Regions from separate parts of the Mus musculus genome. Here region 2 is linked to region 1. The links are chromatin contacts, called in public Hi-C maps. All regions are on one chromosome and are shown on one strand. The core of a region is the stretch at or near the end of the contact, and the rest is flanking DNA. Distances in the headings are between cores, read along the strand shown.

Evidence for each region. Hi-C and Micro-C count contacts between places; a contact is called where the count stands out from the background.
Region 2: a contact with region 1 is called in a Hi-C map of bone marrow-derived macrophages, with 22 read pairs. The contact joins two enhancer-like sites. A contact is called at or near these places in 1 of 15 datasets of contacts at CTCF or cohesin (pro-B cells), 8 of 484 Hi-C or Micro-C datasets (the Ba/F3 cell line, the C2C12 cell line, bone marrow-derived macrophages and 4 more) and 1 of 9 other capture datasets (embryonic stem cells).

Annotation. Positions count from the first base shown.
Region 1 is chr6:53,387,225-53,395,139 of GRCm38.p6, reverse strand. Creb5 (cAMP responsive element binding protein 5) reads right to left here. Exons shown (of 11, transcript NM_001327821.1): 4 at 6,234-6,355. Among named protein-coding and RNA genes, the nearest start is that of Gm38815, 80 kb to the left of the region's middle. Within about 2 kb of position 4,474, at least 49 of the 459 cell types and tissues checked have an H3K27ac peak or open chromatin away from gene starts, as enhancers often do. A contact at or near this core is called in bone marrow-derived macrophages, where this site is marked.
Region 2 is chr6:53,717,933-53,725,847 of GRCm38.p6, reverse strand. No RefSeq gene overlaps it. Among named protein-coding and RNA genes, the nearest start is that of Tril, 99 kb to the left of the region's middle. Within about 2 kb of position 4,032, at least 13 of the 459 cell types and tissues checked have an H3K27ac peak or open chromatin away from gene starts, as enhancers often do. A contact at or near this core is called in bone marrow-derived macrophages, where this site is marked.

The sequences.
Region 1 (7,915 bases), core at 3,225-5,724:
GAAAGTCTCCCGCTAAGAAGGCCCCTGCTTTCTCGTGCTTGCCTTGGTGAGGATCATCCCAACCACTTCACTCAGCTTCATTCACTTCCTGACAGGAAGGTTGCATGATGGGAAGGCAGGACAGGGGCAGGCCAAACACATTCCCTAGGACTTGATGCTTTTTTTTCTTATTTGGAAAACTTTATTGGTCCCTTTTCATGTATTTCAAGCATAGAACATTATATAGGACCACAACCTGGCTAACCATGTATTGATGTGGCATGTAGGAAAACACTATACAATGCTGTGGTTAGTATCTTCCAAATCAATTCTTATTTGTGCTCTGGGGATCTCAAACTACTTTTGGACACTGGCTGTATACACAGAGGTCTTTTTCTTTTCTTTTCTTTTCTTTTCTTTTCTTTTCTTTTCTTTTCTTTTCTTTTTTGCGACAAGCAGGAGGAAACTTTAAGAATGATTGGTTTCCCCTGAGTGGGATTCGAGAGTCATGCTGCATTCTCTTCCTCGAACCAAATTCCGGCCATGAAGAAGACTGTAACCTGTACAGAGGAAGTGAACCGGGATCTCCATCTGTCCTCTGCTGAACTGGAAGAACAAAGGGAATCGTTCAAAGGCTTGGGTTTCCCAGTCACCGTGGAGGGGGAAGGAATAGGTTGTCGTCTCCATTATCACTGTCAAAGGGTGTTTCCTCCCAGCCAGGCTGATAAAAAAGGAAAAAGCTGAAGAACGGTCTCATCTGCATGGATCAGGCAAGCACAGAGACTGTTTAAAAGCTGGGTAAAACCAAGTTTAGGTTTCAAAACATTCTTTTCCTCTGGACTTTTGGGGGAGGGTAGGATTACTTTACACAGATATCTTAGCGCTAACATATTATCCTAACCGGAAACGTGCAGCTGTTGTGAGTTTGCTCAGCGTGGTGTCTTATTTTCTGTCCAGCACCACTGTGCTGCGACCCTCCCCAGAGAGCAGCCATGCCTGCTAGTGACTGGCAAGAGAAAGACAGTAGGAAGGAGCCAGTGGCCTTCTCTCTCCCTCTCCTTCCCTCTCCAAGCAACCAGTGTCGTCTGGCAATGCAGCTAGGTGCAGAATCTAATGAAGTTAAACATTGTAGCCTATCCGGGCTGGGGCTGACCTAGCCATGCCCAGTTCTACAGAGCTGGGATGAGATGAGCTGAGATGCAAGATCTTAAGTCTATAGCTTGTCCTTTCCCCTCATGTGTGAAGGAGTCAATTTCCTCTAGGGAAAGACCTCACTTTTCATCATTTGAGAAGGAATTCGAGAGCATGGAAATGTCCTAATTTGCTATTTGTGCATCAGCATAATGAGCCCCATTGAGGTCCTATGGGAAAAATCCCAAAGCACACTGTGTTTCTTATCTGCAGGTCTTTAGCCATGTCAGGCTGTAATGTTGTATTTCTCTCAGAAGGACAAAGAATTTCATTTCTAGGCCCTTTGTCCTTCCTTCTTTACACACACACACACACACACACACACACACACACACACCACGTGCAAACATGTACAAAAACCATGTGTTCACATACATGCAAAACAACTTCTTGCACATCACATGCAAAACTGCTGCTGTGTCAGTAGATGCCTGCTTCTGTGTTACTCAGATTCTTTTCTAGAAAGGAATTAAATGTAAAAGGCCTTCTTTATCTCAAAACAAAACAAAACAAAAACCTCAAAACACACACAAAAAAAAAATACCCCTTTTTACTTTTCCTTTATTCTGACCTTGATCACAAAACTAGTGCCCCACCTTTCTCCTCAGAGTGTCTGAGGCAGCTGTACCTCAGTTTGACTCTTCCTGACTCAGTTTCCCCAGAGTTGAATAAGGCAGGAATTGGAGCGCTCAGGGAGACTGCCCAGGTCCAGGGTTAGAGGTCCACTGCACACCCAGCGCTGTCAGAAGCAAGTCCCTTCTGTCTTATGAACTGAGACATCAGCCTCTCCTCAACCTGTTCTGAAAAGCCTGCACTTTCTCTAAGCCTCCTCTTCCTGTTACTTTCAGTATATTCTGCCAGCGAAACCATTGCCTCTGTCCTTAAAAATATACTTAGACGCTAGCATGTCCTCCATCTCTATTTTGGGCAATTGTACTTCTAACATTAACCTAGATCCCCCCTCCCCAATTCTTCCTTAAATACTTTCTCTTCAGCATCCAACCACTGGCTTTCTGCTCAGTGTCCAAATGACTTCTAAAGCATTATGTCAGGCCCTGTCACTTCTCTGCTCAGAATCGCCCTATGGCTTCCTATCCCATTTAGAGTCAGAGTCAAAACTGACCACTCCAAAAGGCCTGCATCACCCTCGCCCTCCTGGGCCTGCCTTCCCATACCCAACTCTCTAGGGCATCCTTCCCTGACAACTTCTGCAACACACACTCCATCACTCAGTCTTAGGCCTTCACACTCAGTCTCTGTTTTCACAACTCATCTTTTCTGGCTAAGAACGTCTACTTGTCTACTTGGGTCTCTAGGTCCCCTGGGTCGGGATGCCCTCTCTGAACACACCCAGCCCTTCCTCAGCTCCTTGGCATTGAACTCCATAGTACATTGTGGGGCATTTTTCGCTGATGCAATGTCTGGTCCATAAGAAGTAAGTCACCTGAAAGCTGAGACATTTTGCGTACTTGTTTGCTTGTTTGTTTTAACCACTTGTATCTATTAGTGTCTTCATCAGTGCCTTGGGTAGCACTTGGTATATTGACATCTCCCTAAAACATTTCCTGAATGGAACCTGATGCACAGGCTTCAGGATACAGGCTGCGGAGTGCTAAGCCACGGGCAAGCTGAGCTTTGTAATGCCTGCTAGAGAATCATAACACGCTTTCAGAGTTGGAGATTTCTTACAGAAGAGTTATGAAGCAATGAGCTTGTATTGGTATCAAAAATAGAGGTCATCTTAGAGACTGGAATTTGCTGTGTAATATTGATACAGACACTGGGGTCTTCTGCCCCCGGCTGTGATCTGCTCTAACCTTACATTCCATAGACACACTGAGATTATTTTGGAAAAGGACATCAGAATTAAAGGCAGAATCAATAAGATGCAATTGTTTCGATGGGCACTGAGACTAATAAGCATCCACTCCCTATCTGCCTGGTGTCTAGAGCTTCTAACCCTACAGCTGGAAATGTAAAGAAGAAGCATAGGACATCAAAGGCCAATTCCCCAAGTGAGCGAGAACTTCCCTTCTGTAGAACTTTACTGATGAGCCAATTCAAGACTTGGACAGAGAGTGGGCAGGGGAGATGCCATGCAAGCCTGAGGGCCTGAATTCAGAAAGCCAGGCGTGGCATGTTCACACACATGAACACACACACACACATATGAGAGAGAGAGAGAGAGAGAGAGAGAGAGAGAGAGAGAGAGAGAGAGAGAGAGAGAACTCTGCTCAGGTAAAGAAATCAGAAAAAGGTTTGTGTGTAGAATAAAGGTGACACAATTGGAGTTAGGGATACATCTGAGAAACGGAATGCTTGCCTGTCACCTCCGGCACTGTGAAGAAGCTCACTGAAAATGAAACCAGCACCTGAATTGACAGGAAAGCAGAGGAGACGAGGAGAATAGGAAAATGATAAGGAATGCAGTGAACGTGGCCTTCACCATCTCTGCTTTTTTTCTTTTTTTTCTTCTTTTTCCTTTTTCTTTCTTTCTTCCTTTCTTTCTTTCTTTCTTTCTTTCTTTCTTTCTTTCTTTTCTTTCTTTTTTTTTTTTAATAAGAATAGATGAAGTGGGCAGCATTAGGCTGCAGGCCTTCAGGGATGCTAACAGCTCCAGAATAGCAGTCCTGGAGGAAGGCGAACGCACACTATCATATAGGGAAGGATAGGGAAGGATGCTGCTTCTGTGCTTTCCTTACCCAGGGGTTCTAAAGCCATGCCAGGGCATAAACCCCCAACACAGCCGCTTTGCTCATGAATCCCTGTGCATTAGTCACTGGGGAGCTGTCTCCTCCTGTAGTGATGACCACTCAAGGCTGGATTTGGTCCTTCTGGCTCAAACCAAACAGAGGGTGAGGGAGCCTCAACAAGGTGAATGTGGCCTGATTCCCAGTGCTTGCTATGGTGTCCTGGGGGGCTGTCTTCAGGCTCCTCTCCACTCCCTCAGCACACACCCCCACCATTAGCGTATCCCATGGCAACGAGCAACATTTGAACATAAGAGAATATTATTCTGGCCTCACCACAGTCTTCTGCTCAGTGTCACTTGTTTCATTATTTACTTTTTAAATTTCAAGGAGTTCATGTCGTTTTAACTTACGAAAAATTTAAAGCAAGTCACCAAAACCTGTCTAGCATGAAAATATTTTTTGTATAATTAGAAATCAGGGCCAGAGGAAATATAAACTAGAACTGAAAGTCTAGCAGATGGAGGAAGTAAAATATTACTCATTATAGTGGTCTAAAGAGCTCTCCTAGTTCAGCAGTACTCCGGGCTTCTCGAGGATGTAGCAGTCAGAACAAAAAGAGAAACACAGCCAGTCCATGCTTCTCATGGCCACAAGCAGAAAATGCTCGAGTTCCTCAGGGGAAGCAAACCCTTTCCTGGAATTCAGATCTGTAAAAACTGCTCACAGAAGGCTTCACTCGGGAGCCATGAATAACTCACAGTGAGCTTGCCTCAAGCCACACCCCCCAATGGAGGCGGCATGGAACTGTTCCTGGTAAAAGACCTTTAAGGAAATCAACAGCACGCACTTACAACCAGTCTATCAGCAAGAGTGTAGAGACAGATTTGACCGTACGTATCTTTATCTTAATCTAAGAAGCCCACTTTGACTGTCTGGAAATTGAATGACACTGTTTCCTCAAACAGTCTTCTACATATACGAACTGATCAAAAGAATTAAACTTATTAGTCCAACTAGTTTATTAATTAAACTGCATTGTGCAGGACTCCCGGGTCTCCCTTGCTATTCTCGTGAGTTTTTAAGTTTATCTGCACTGCAGTGATAAGCAGGCATATCTTCTAGGTTTTTGTAAAGTGTTTCTGAGAGTGCTTCAGACTTTATGCTTTGCCTCACAAAGAACAACAGATCTGAGCATGTTTGGAAAAGTGGGAAGAGAAGTGAGAGGGCAGTTCATTATAATCAGAGTGAGCTGCTTGAGACTGTATCCTGCATCGTGCATTTTACTAAGACAGGGCGGCTTAGTCACCATGAGCTAGCCCTGAGCTAGCGAGACATGTGAATGTGACATGAAAATTGGATGGAGAAGGATTATTATAATCATACGCATAGGAAGAGTCAAAGGCTTGGAAACAGAAAATTATCAAAGCTTCTTAAAACCTCCAGTTAAAGCGTCTGGAATTTCAGGTCACAGCACATCTAGCTGGGTGTCCCCTTTAACCATCTTCCGCGTTCTACACGTCTCTGCATGGACTGTGTCGCCCATGCTCAGCTCGCTGTGTGAGTTCAGTGACACCCTGTGACAGTAGCCAAGAACTCACGGGAAGCACACTTGTCCAAGTTACCTGTGGGCCCACCTCCTTTCCTTAATCTTGTGAGGTGATTTTTAAATTCTACCAAAACTTTAAATATGTGGACGAAATATATAGACAAATATATGGACAAAAAGAACCTGAAGAATCTCACTAAGAGACCTAGAGTTGTAGCTAACCGGTTTGTCTCACCAACAACATAGGTAACGTGACCAGGAAGTGGTTATACTCTTGGTGGAGAACAAGCAGAGATTATGGAAAGCAGACAGCTGCAAGCAGGGCCTGAATCAGATGAAAATCCTCTTTTCTGCCTTTTGAGGAGTTTTTAGCCTTTGGCCTGATCTCCTCTGAACGCACTGCGTATGCAAAATCTGCTGTTAAATACTTAAAAAAAGAAAAATGAAAAAATAGCAAGGTGAATTCATTTGGCACAGCTTTAAGAATAAGGAACCTTGAATTCCATGTTTCAGACACCCATTTCCCCACGATTAATCGGAGCTCTGTATGCTCTCACAATCAGAGATACACCACTTTAGAAGAAAAAAACAGTTTGACAGACACCCACAAATCGATAAAACACGATTACAAACAGGCATGTTGGCACACACCTGTAACCTTACTGTCTGGGAGACCAAGTAACTAGGATCGTGAGTAACAGCCTGAACGACTTAGCCGGATCTTTTCTACTGATCTGTGAACAATTCAACACACTTTGCAGTGGCAGACACACCCCACACCGTGCTGGGCGACACACCTCCGGTGTCCACCCGGGCCCACCTACCCGCTTGCTGTTCTCTTCCTCTTGAGCCTTCCTGAACTCGTGCTCAAAGGAGCAGTCCAGCTCGCTGAAGAGACCCACCTCTTCACAGTTCTTCAGGAATCTTGTGGGCGTCGGAGTCTGATCTGAAAGCAGAGGCCAGAGATCAATAACAGAAAATTTCCTCAAATGCATTGTAAATAGAACCAAACTCCTTTGTACTCTCCCATCATCTTAACAGGATGCTCAACAGCTGCCGACAATCTCCCAGCCCTTTAACCACAATTGCCATGTGGAAGGAAAAAAGCATTGAGAAGAAGAGAGCCACTGGGAAGAAGAGAGGACTTCCCAGCCCTCCTGACCACACCCGCACCCTCACCCCTGGACAACAGTAAACATTATTCTTATCCTCCATATCTGGAGTCAATATCATCTGGATAGACATCACCATGTGAATGGGAACGAGCCTTTTTATTTTAAGTGGTAAAAAAATAACTTAGCTAAAATCAACTCCGAAGTTGTTCTGTCTATGCCACTCTCAAACTTGACTTTAGGAGTCTGGTAAGAGAATGAGAGTATATTTTTATAGAAAACAAAAAGAAACAAACAGGCCCGCTAATTTCTCCTTCTTAATGCAAAAAAAGTAGCTCAGCAATTTTATCGCCTGAGAACCAGAGACGGATGATAAGGGGTTCCAAGTCAAACACGTTCAGCTTCCATCTTTTATAAAATATATCATTATTGATTTTATTTTCCTGTGCTGTAGCCAAAGGAATGTCCTGCAAATACCCTCTAAAAGGAAAGGAATTTCTTTCATAGTCTGGACTGTCTACAGAGCTTACTCTTTAGGAAACTGGAGGAGCTGAAGCCATGATCTGTGGATGCAATATTTGCAGTCTATGTAACATTTCACATCCATGTACTCACAAGACCCTAGAGAGTAAGTAAGATAGAATTACAAGTTTGTAGTCCCCAAACAGACCCTCTTCCTTCAGATTAGGTAGACTTGGCATGAATAGCACTGAGCAGAATTCTTTTCCCAACGTAGAAGATGCAAGAAACAGAAGAACCTAGATATCACACACACACACACACACACACACACACACACACACACACACACACACACAGTACATGTGCATGAACACATGCAAAGGAGAAAAATTGAGAGTCAGCGAGATTCAGGTTCTTGTTAAGGTTTCCCTAGTCTCTTCCACGGTGTGCTTATATTATCCCCCTGACAAACATGAGACTGGGTGTGGCTTTCGTCCAGCTGGATCTGTGCACTGCCTTCAGGTCACTTTTTGAGGTACTGTCACCACTCATCCAAAGAGTTCCCTTATACCGAAACTCAGTGCCAGGCCCGCACTCTACAAATTACTGGATCCCTCAAATCAGGACTCTGCTTACTTTTCTACAGCATGTAGAGCAGTGAATCCCAATCAATTGAGATTCATTGACTATATTCCTAGCCACAAAGCAGGTGGCTGATTGCCTGCCCTCCTCCATAGACTCAGCCCTTCAAAAGCAGCATGCCTTAAATATAAGAAAGGGGCATTCAGTACCTCAGGGGCTGGCATGGACTCCCAAAAAGCAAAGTCCCACTGGGGTTCTTTCCCCTTTCTTAACCTCAAGATTCAAGATCTGAGTTCTCTACTACAGATGACTGTCAATCAAGCCTTATCTAAGTTATGCAAAGCCTAGGC
Region 2 (7,915 bases), core at 2,783-5,282, 330 kb before region 1:
CCAGTAGCTAATGCCACATTTTCTTTAGGAGTGTTTGAGTTTCTCTTCATCTAAGCTTGGGGATGGGACAAGAGTCATGGTAGGGAAGAAGAGGGAGCTGTGACATCTTTAGATAATGAAATTTTTATCTTTGGAATTCTAGGTGATGACGGTGTTTCTCCAGGGGAGAGCAAGTGGTTTAAGATGGCTCACTTTGGAGAGGAAAAAGATGGTTCAGTGAATGTGACTGGTGAGCAAGCAAGAGGGCTAGAATCCAAATCCCCAGGCCCCACATAAGTGCTAGGTAGGCATGGCAGCCTGCTTTTGATCCCAGTCTCGGAAGGCAGGGAATTCTTCCCTCTACCACTTAGCTCTTTGGTTTTTCTGTCCCCAAAAGCTTAATCACTTTGGTTATCACTTTCTTTAGGTGTAAAATCAAAAATAAAATAAAATATTTTGGATGTGGTAAAAGTAAATTAGATGCTGCTCATAGATAGTATACAGTTAGTGCCTCCCAGTGTCTGGTGCTGAGTGGTTGTGTTGCTGAAGCTACTCAGAACCTAAGGCTGTCCTTAGCCCTGGCTGTGCACTGTCAGCTCCCAGTGCCTAGCAGACACTAACCCCCAGCCCCCAGCAACCATCCAACTCCCAATGTCCATAAGTTCAACATTGATGGCATGCAGTCTGTGTCTCTTGTGTCCTCTGAACACTTTGCTTCATATGCCTTCCTGGTTCATCTGCACTGTTGGAAATGACACCAGACGCTTCAGCCTCTGCACTAGAATGCCTGAGGGTGGAATTACCTGTGGTGTGCGTTCTACTAGGCAGCTAAAGCAGAGATTTACTGGTTTAAGGACATGCTCTAGGGATAGGGTAATGGGTTAGAATCAAATGCCTCTAAGAACATAGCACGCCAACCAGAACACTTTGTGTTTTATGCTGGTGTAGAGTGGGTGACAGGAATCCTGGGTATGAGTTCTCACCCACACACACTTGTTCAAACAATATTTACTCAGTCCCTTTGGGTGCCAACCATACTAGAAAGTGCTAGGGCTTCTGAGGTGAGCGCGAGAGAGAACACTTCCTGAGGAGATGGTGCCTACTATAACGGCTGCTTGAGAGAACCCAACGTGCATACACACAGCAGTGCTTTCATTGAAAGCCGGGCCAAGGCAGGCAGCTCTTATCATAGCTAGTTTCCCTTCATAAGAAGCACTGAAACCAATACATCAAAGATATTCTCCATTTGAGTGGTGTGTACACCTCTTCTAATTCTTTTCTGTTTGAAATATCTTGTGAATCAAGAATGTGCTACATGACTGTATTGTGGAGGGGATAATCTATGTCAACAAACCCAAAGAAGGCATGGGAAGATTGGGAAGACTGGGAAGACGGGCTGGCAGTGGGGCAGGAAAGCATTCCAGAAACCACTGACACATAAAAACCTTAACTTAGCTTTAATTGACCACTTGCGATTATATACACTTATGAGCTGTAATGCCAGCTGCCCATACATCTACACATCCTGGAAACGTTCAATTGGGTTAATCAGCATACCTAAAACCTCACATAGCCATTCTCTGTGTGTGTTAAGAACATTTTAAAGCCTATCATTCCAGAATTTTGAATTTTTCCATATTGTTATTAGCTATAAGGAAGGTGCTATGCCCTCTCTAACTCCCAACCCTTAGTAGCAACTATCCAACTCCCAATGTCCCTAAGTTCAACATTGATGACATGCAGTCTGTGTCTCTTGTGTCCTCTGAACACTTTGCTTCATACGCCTTCCTGGTTCATCTGCACTGTTGGAAATGACACCAGAATACCAGCCTGCCTTCAAAAGAAGGAAATTCTGCCACTGGTGCTTTTAAGGCAGAAGAAGGTGGCTCTAGGAATGTGAGGGAGAGAGCGGAGATGGAGGCAGGGTTTGATGAGGAGGTCCTCTCTCTCTCTCTGGTGTGAGATTTGTGAAAACTGAAAGGAGCACAGAGCACAGGAGGAGGGGTGCCAGATACTCTACAGCCAACCCTTAAACCTCCGAGGCCAGCCACATGCAGAGGTGGGCAGGGCCAGCCTGGAGCCTCTGCTATTCTTGGCAAAGGTTCTGTGGAGATCGGTTTCTGGAATAGGTCCTGAGGAGGACCAGTCTCTGGTATCATTAATCCAGCAATAGCCTTCTGGGCAGGCACCAGGTTGGCATCAAGGGAAAGAGGATGCTGAGTTCTTCTGGTGATTTTTTCATGATGGTGATATGTTTCCCTTCTGTACAAATGTCTACTCAAGAAAATGGCTGGTTCAGGAAAACTGTCCTCACAACCCACAAGGGAACAGGAGTTATCAGAGACTGCTCATCTCCCAAGAAGCATGACACATTGGGGCAGGAGGATGGGTAGTTGAGAAGCCTCCTTCAAAATCATGGAACGTACAATAGAGAGAGTCATTTCCAAAGGGCTGAGGAGAAACTGGGAAAGAGCCCAAAGGAAGATGTGGAGATCAAGTAAGAACTCCATGGAGAACTCAACTGGATTCCCGTGGAAGGGAGCATTAGGAACAATCCATTTGCATACCATGGTGACAGCAAAACAGATTTAGGGACTGGCTACAGAGTGAGGCAAGACAGGGACTCGTGACACGTGTGTCAATTGGAATGCTCTTTTATTGCTGTTGGTGTCTTTGGTGCGGTAAGTCACGGACACAAGGAGGTGATGTGAGAGATGGGATGAGGTCTTATACTTGACTCCCAGGTTGGCCTAGAACCAGTGGTCTTGCTACTCACAAAGGAGGCTCCTTCCCCCCCCCCCCACCCCATTCTGGCTTGCTTTGCTGTTGCCAACTTTCTACAGCTCTGATCCGTTATCGGCAAGTGTCATCCCTTTGCCATACATAGAAACAGTGAGTGCAAAGAAAATGCACTGTGTGGGCAGATGACTCAGAAAGCTTGACCGTGGGGTAAACAAACATTCTATCTCCAGTGATGATAGACTGAAGGCCCTCAGGGCAGGCTGCTGTCTGCTGCCTCCACAGGCACCTCCTCTTACTGTATCCTTGCATAGCTCCACGCATGCCACCAGCACACACAACAAACCATCAATTAAAGATGGCTTCTGGCCCAGGTTTGAAAACTACCCTGTTGCCCTATAGAGCTCTATGTGTTCACTCCTGCCCTCTCCTCTTCCACTCAGTGCCCAATTTCTTGTCTCTACCCAGCTGGGATTACTGAATCCCAGATAAATGAACAATCCAGTCATCTGGCCCTTGGCGGCACCAACAGACAATCAGAACAGTTGTCTGGTACTCTGCTGGTACTCTGGATTCCCTTCATGCTGCTCCTGATGTCTGCTGAGTGAGTTTTGTCAGGTAATGTTCAACCATAACTATAGGAAGAGGCACGCTAGGAGAAATGGACTTGCCCTATGCCTAAACTGCATGAGCAGTGCTGAACTTCATTGTGCAACCTCAGGAAGGAAGATGGGAGGCAGAGAGACTCGGGAAGTTGAAGCTAGTGCCCACCTATGGAGATCTTGTCTCTGTCCTCTCTGGAAGCCTCAAGCCTGCTTCGACCAGTCTTCCAGTTGATATAGGCCCACTCACATGATCCAGTGTAATCGCCGTTACTTAAATGCAGATGATAGTGACTTCAATAGCATCCGCAAGTGGCTTCACAAGTAACCTCTTTAGAGTCTGATGGGCCAAGGGGACTTTAGCTTGTTCTATTGATACATCAAAAGATGTACCAGGGGTAAATATAAACAAAAGAATAGGTAGATCATGTGGTGGTCTGCAGGTGTGGGGAGGGGGCGAGGCAGGGGAGCAGGTCAGTACTAGAAGGCAGGAAACTGCCAGGTTCTGTTTGGAGTTGGAGGTGCAGTATCATCTAAGACTATTGGGGTAGATTGTGGCCTGAGGCTTTGCGATGTTGAAACACTCAGGTAAGAACAGAGCCCAGTTAGTCGGTCCTGCAGGGTCAAACTCAACAGACAGCATCCCTTCTGTCCCTGCACGCACCTTACAAGGGGTGCAGTTTCCCATGGCGTCGCCAGAGGGCGCCCGAATTGAGGAAACGACCTTAGGAGGTACCCAACAGGTGACCTTCAGGCAGTGATTTCCCTACCCTAGGACACTTACACAGGCTGTCTCTTTAACCTAAAGGCTTCAGTGACTGCAGTCAGAGAATGGCTGGTGCACACACTTTCCTCTGCCGGGGAGAGGCTGGTGGCTGGGAGATGGTCCCAAGGCAGGCTGCCCAAGAGGATATCTGGAGACACTCACCAACCTCCTCTGAGCCTGGATCGGTTCTCCCACTGTCCCGAGGTTTGGAAAAGTATATTGAAACAGGAATGGAACGCAGAACTAGCGTCAACAGTCACCTGGGAAACAGCCCCATTGGTCCAGGCTTCCCTTTCCAAATTCTGGAAAGGTCTGCCACTCTCCTCTACAAAATAGTCGTCTCAATAGCAGCCTCTTCCATCTATAAAATTAGGATCCCAAGACAAGAAACAAATCGTTTTTATTTGTCCCCCTGAATTTTGAGATTTAAAAGGATTCATAATATCACGTGCCTCTCACTTCTCTTTAAACGTGCAGTGTCTGATGGAACACCTTTAAAGGCATTATGGGTTTTCAAGGAAAGAAAAGCCACTACAGGACTTCTATCAAGATTTTCACATAGTGACATTATTTTAAAGCAAGGACAGAAGAAGGCTGGTATGGCTTTTTTTTACATCCCCCAAAGGTGGGCAGTGAGCAAGATGGGGTATAAGAGACAGAAGTAATGAGCGTCTCTGCATTTATTATATGCACTCTGAGAAGTCTAAATTGTGCCCAAAAGGGGCATTTAGACACTCAGAGAGACTGAGCAATAAACACAATTCATACTTAAATACAGCAAAGGTCAGGGAAGGAAGCCCCGTCCTTCTCTTCTCTTCAGATGTGGGTCCAGCTCATGTGTGGGTTTGGAAAACCATGACAGGAACGGGGGTCTGGGAGCCGTCTTGCTGTCAAGAGGTTTCTTGAGTTTCCTTAAGACACTCAGCCTGGATTCATTACGCCTTGTCACAGAATAAAGAGAATTAAATATTTTTCTAAGGCTGCAACTAATCCTAGAACTCAAACACGGAGAGGGGGTCCCACATATGAAAAGTTTGTGACATTTTTATTGGAAATGTGCAGAGATGTTGTGTTTAAATCCTCAAGATGAGGAAAATGACTTTTTTTAAAGAAAAAAAAATCCCAAATGATTTTCATTCGTCTGTCCCCAGACCTCTCCTAGCAGACTCAATTAAATAACATAATATCTTTTTTGAGTCATTTAGAAAAATATTTATATACCAGTGAAAGCAGGGAGAAGCTTTTAAAGATCTTACTAACTGTATGGTAGGATATGGGCAAATCTTGTATTTATGGTGTTTTTTCCACACTAAGCGTTTTTCCTCCCTTTACAGGCACGGGCACAGGCTCTCATTTATTTGCAATCAGTGTGTTCCACAGTCCACAAAGAAACTTTTTTTTTTTTTTTAGAGCAAAACTTGCCCTAATGAAATTCAGTAATTCTTTATAAAAAGAAAAAAGGATCTTTTATATGCATTTTATACGCACGGAATATATAAGTGTGGTGTGTACCTGGTAAGACTGATTTCTGCTGACTCTGTAATACAGGTAAATCAACACGGTCCAAGGCACATTATGGGCCACAATTTATTGGGTTTTTATCTTCAGGTAAAGACTTCTATTAAGAATATACAAGTGTCTGCATACCTAGCCTGCCTTGTTTTTCACAGGGGTGTATACATAATCTCTTTTTAAATTTGCTTAATCAAAGCTTGCTATATTGAATACATTTAATTGGAATCCAGTGGTTAAAATATAAAAATTTACTGCTGTAGAAAAGTTTTGATTAGTACTTTCCATTAGTGAGTGTTGTTGATAAACCCTCCAACTGCACATTTGCATCCAGACAACTGACTTGGCCTTCAACTCCACAAATACATTATTTCCCATAAATATTCTTAATGAAAGAGCTGGTCTGTTTCAGAGGAAGTAAAGGCAGTGAAGAATTTTACATAATTGGGGGGGGGGGTGAAGGTACCAACCTTGATAAACACATGCATGGGGGCCTGGGAGGGTGAATTATTAGGTGTGGAAAATAGAGTCTAGGAATGCTCTCTCACACGGAGAACCCTCAAGCTCCGTGAGAGCCTAGCAGAAGCAAGCTTCGTCTCTTCCCTGTCCTTCGTCCTCACTCAAACCAAGAATCCGATGGGGGTGGGGAAGGTTTTTTGCTCTGCTGAAATATTTTGAGAAGATGGCAATTAATGCTATATTTTATCAAAATGTAAGAAATAAATAAGTGGAAGGAAAAAAATAAGGAAGGGGAGGTGGACAGATTTCCAATTCTCAGAAATTTTCGAATTAATCATCTTCTGACATTTTCCTACCACTTTGCAAAACATTAGTTAATAGCAAAAGTGAGAATAAGATGCAGCCTTAAGGGGATTCATCTCTTCTTTACCCCGTTATGAGCTAGATATCCAGAAGGACACCAAGGCTCGATGGCCTGACCCAATCTGGAGTGATGGTGGTAGCTGCTTCGATACCTACCATAAGTCACCCTCGCAAGCTCTGTCCCTCACTGCTGATTTCTGAGTTCTGATTTCACAGGCCACAGGGGAAAGCCTTGTGCATGGACACTGAGGTCCGAGTCTGGATTCTTCTAATACTTGATTTTAATCCACTCTTAAGAATGAGTGATGCTTAAGTACAATCCTCTTGTCGTTCTGCGTTGATTAAATCCTATTGGCCAAGGCTTCCTGTGGAACTGTGTGCCATGGGAAAAGGAATCCAAACAGCAGCAAGTGGAGAGAGGGCACAAAGTCTACTACATACACGCAAGACAATGTCACCATGCCGCCCCGTCGCTTTGTGTATGTGCCTGCTGCCACATTAGAAGCATGATGAAGCAGGTGTTCTGGAATGTTGCATGCTCGCCTCCTCTAACCCCTTATTCACAAAGATCTGGAAGATGACGACTATGTATGGCAGCTGTAAGAGACTGTTTAGTTGCTTCCTTGATGGTGAGATAGGGTCTGTGAAGGCGTATAACCTATGGCTTACTCTTTGATCTCTCTTCACCTATGGAAAACTGAAAGCGGTTAAAGAGCAATGTGGAGCCACACACTTGTTCTCAGTTGTTGAACTCACTGCCGTTAGCTAATGAGGAACCTGTGCAGGGCGTCTGACCCTCTGGAGCTTCCCGAGGCTCTTTCCTTGCAAAACTATCACCTCTGCAAATGGAAAGTAACTCAATGATGGCAGAGACTAATACTCACTAAGACTCTACTATGAAAAGGGTGATAGACTAGAGACTCCGTGCATAGGATAGGATCATTTCAAGTGGGAGTGACTCGAATTGATTGCCATGAAAAGAAACGATCAATGAGTTCGGATCATTGACTCCAAAAGCAAAGCATGTAAAGGAACCAGTCTCTGGGTAAGATGTCTTTGATCACAGCTCCCCTAACATTCCCCATGTCTGTTTAAACTTTGTTAATTATATCTGACATTTTAGCACATGCTACTCTTACAGACTAATCAAGGGAAAGAAAGAAAAAAAAATGTAGCTCAAAGCCTGAGAAGAATGCAGTTGTATTAGTTTTAAGAATGAAAAGAACACTGTTCATATGATGACGTCCAAGGCCGTTTGGCAGAAGGACCATTGATAACTTCCATTAGCAAGCAGTAGCTTTATGTGCATTCGAGCCTCGTGCTATCTGGTCATTCGATAATAATTATCAAAGAATGTGCTTATTAATCACGTGGCTGTGCACGGAGTGGGTGTCCACAGAGAGTAAGAAGCGAGCTGTGTGTCCTCTCAGGAAATGAAGTGTTCACCCTGACATTCAGCCAACGGGATGCTTAATGCATCTATCATAATTACCGA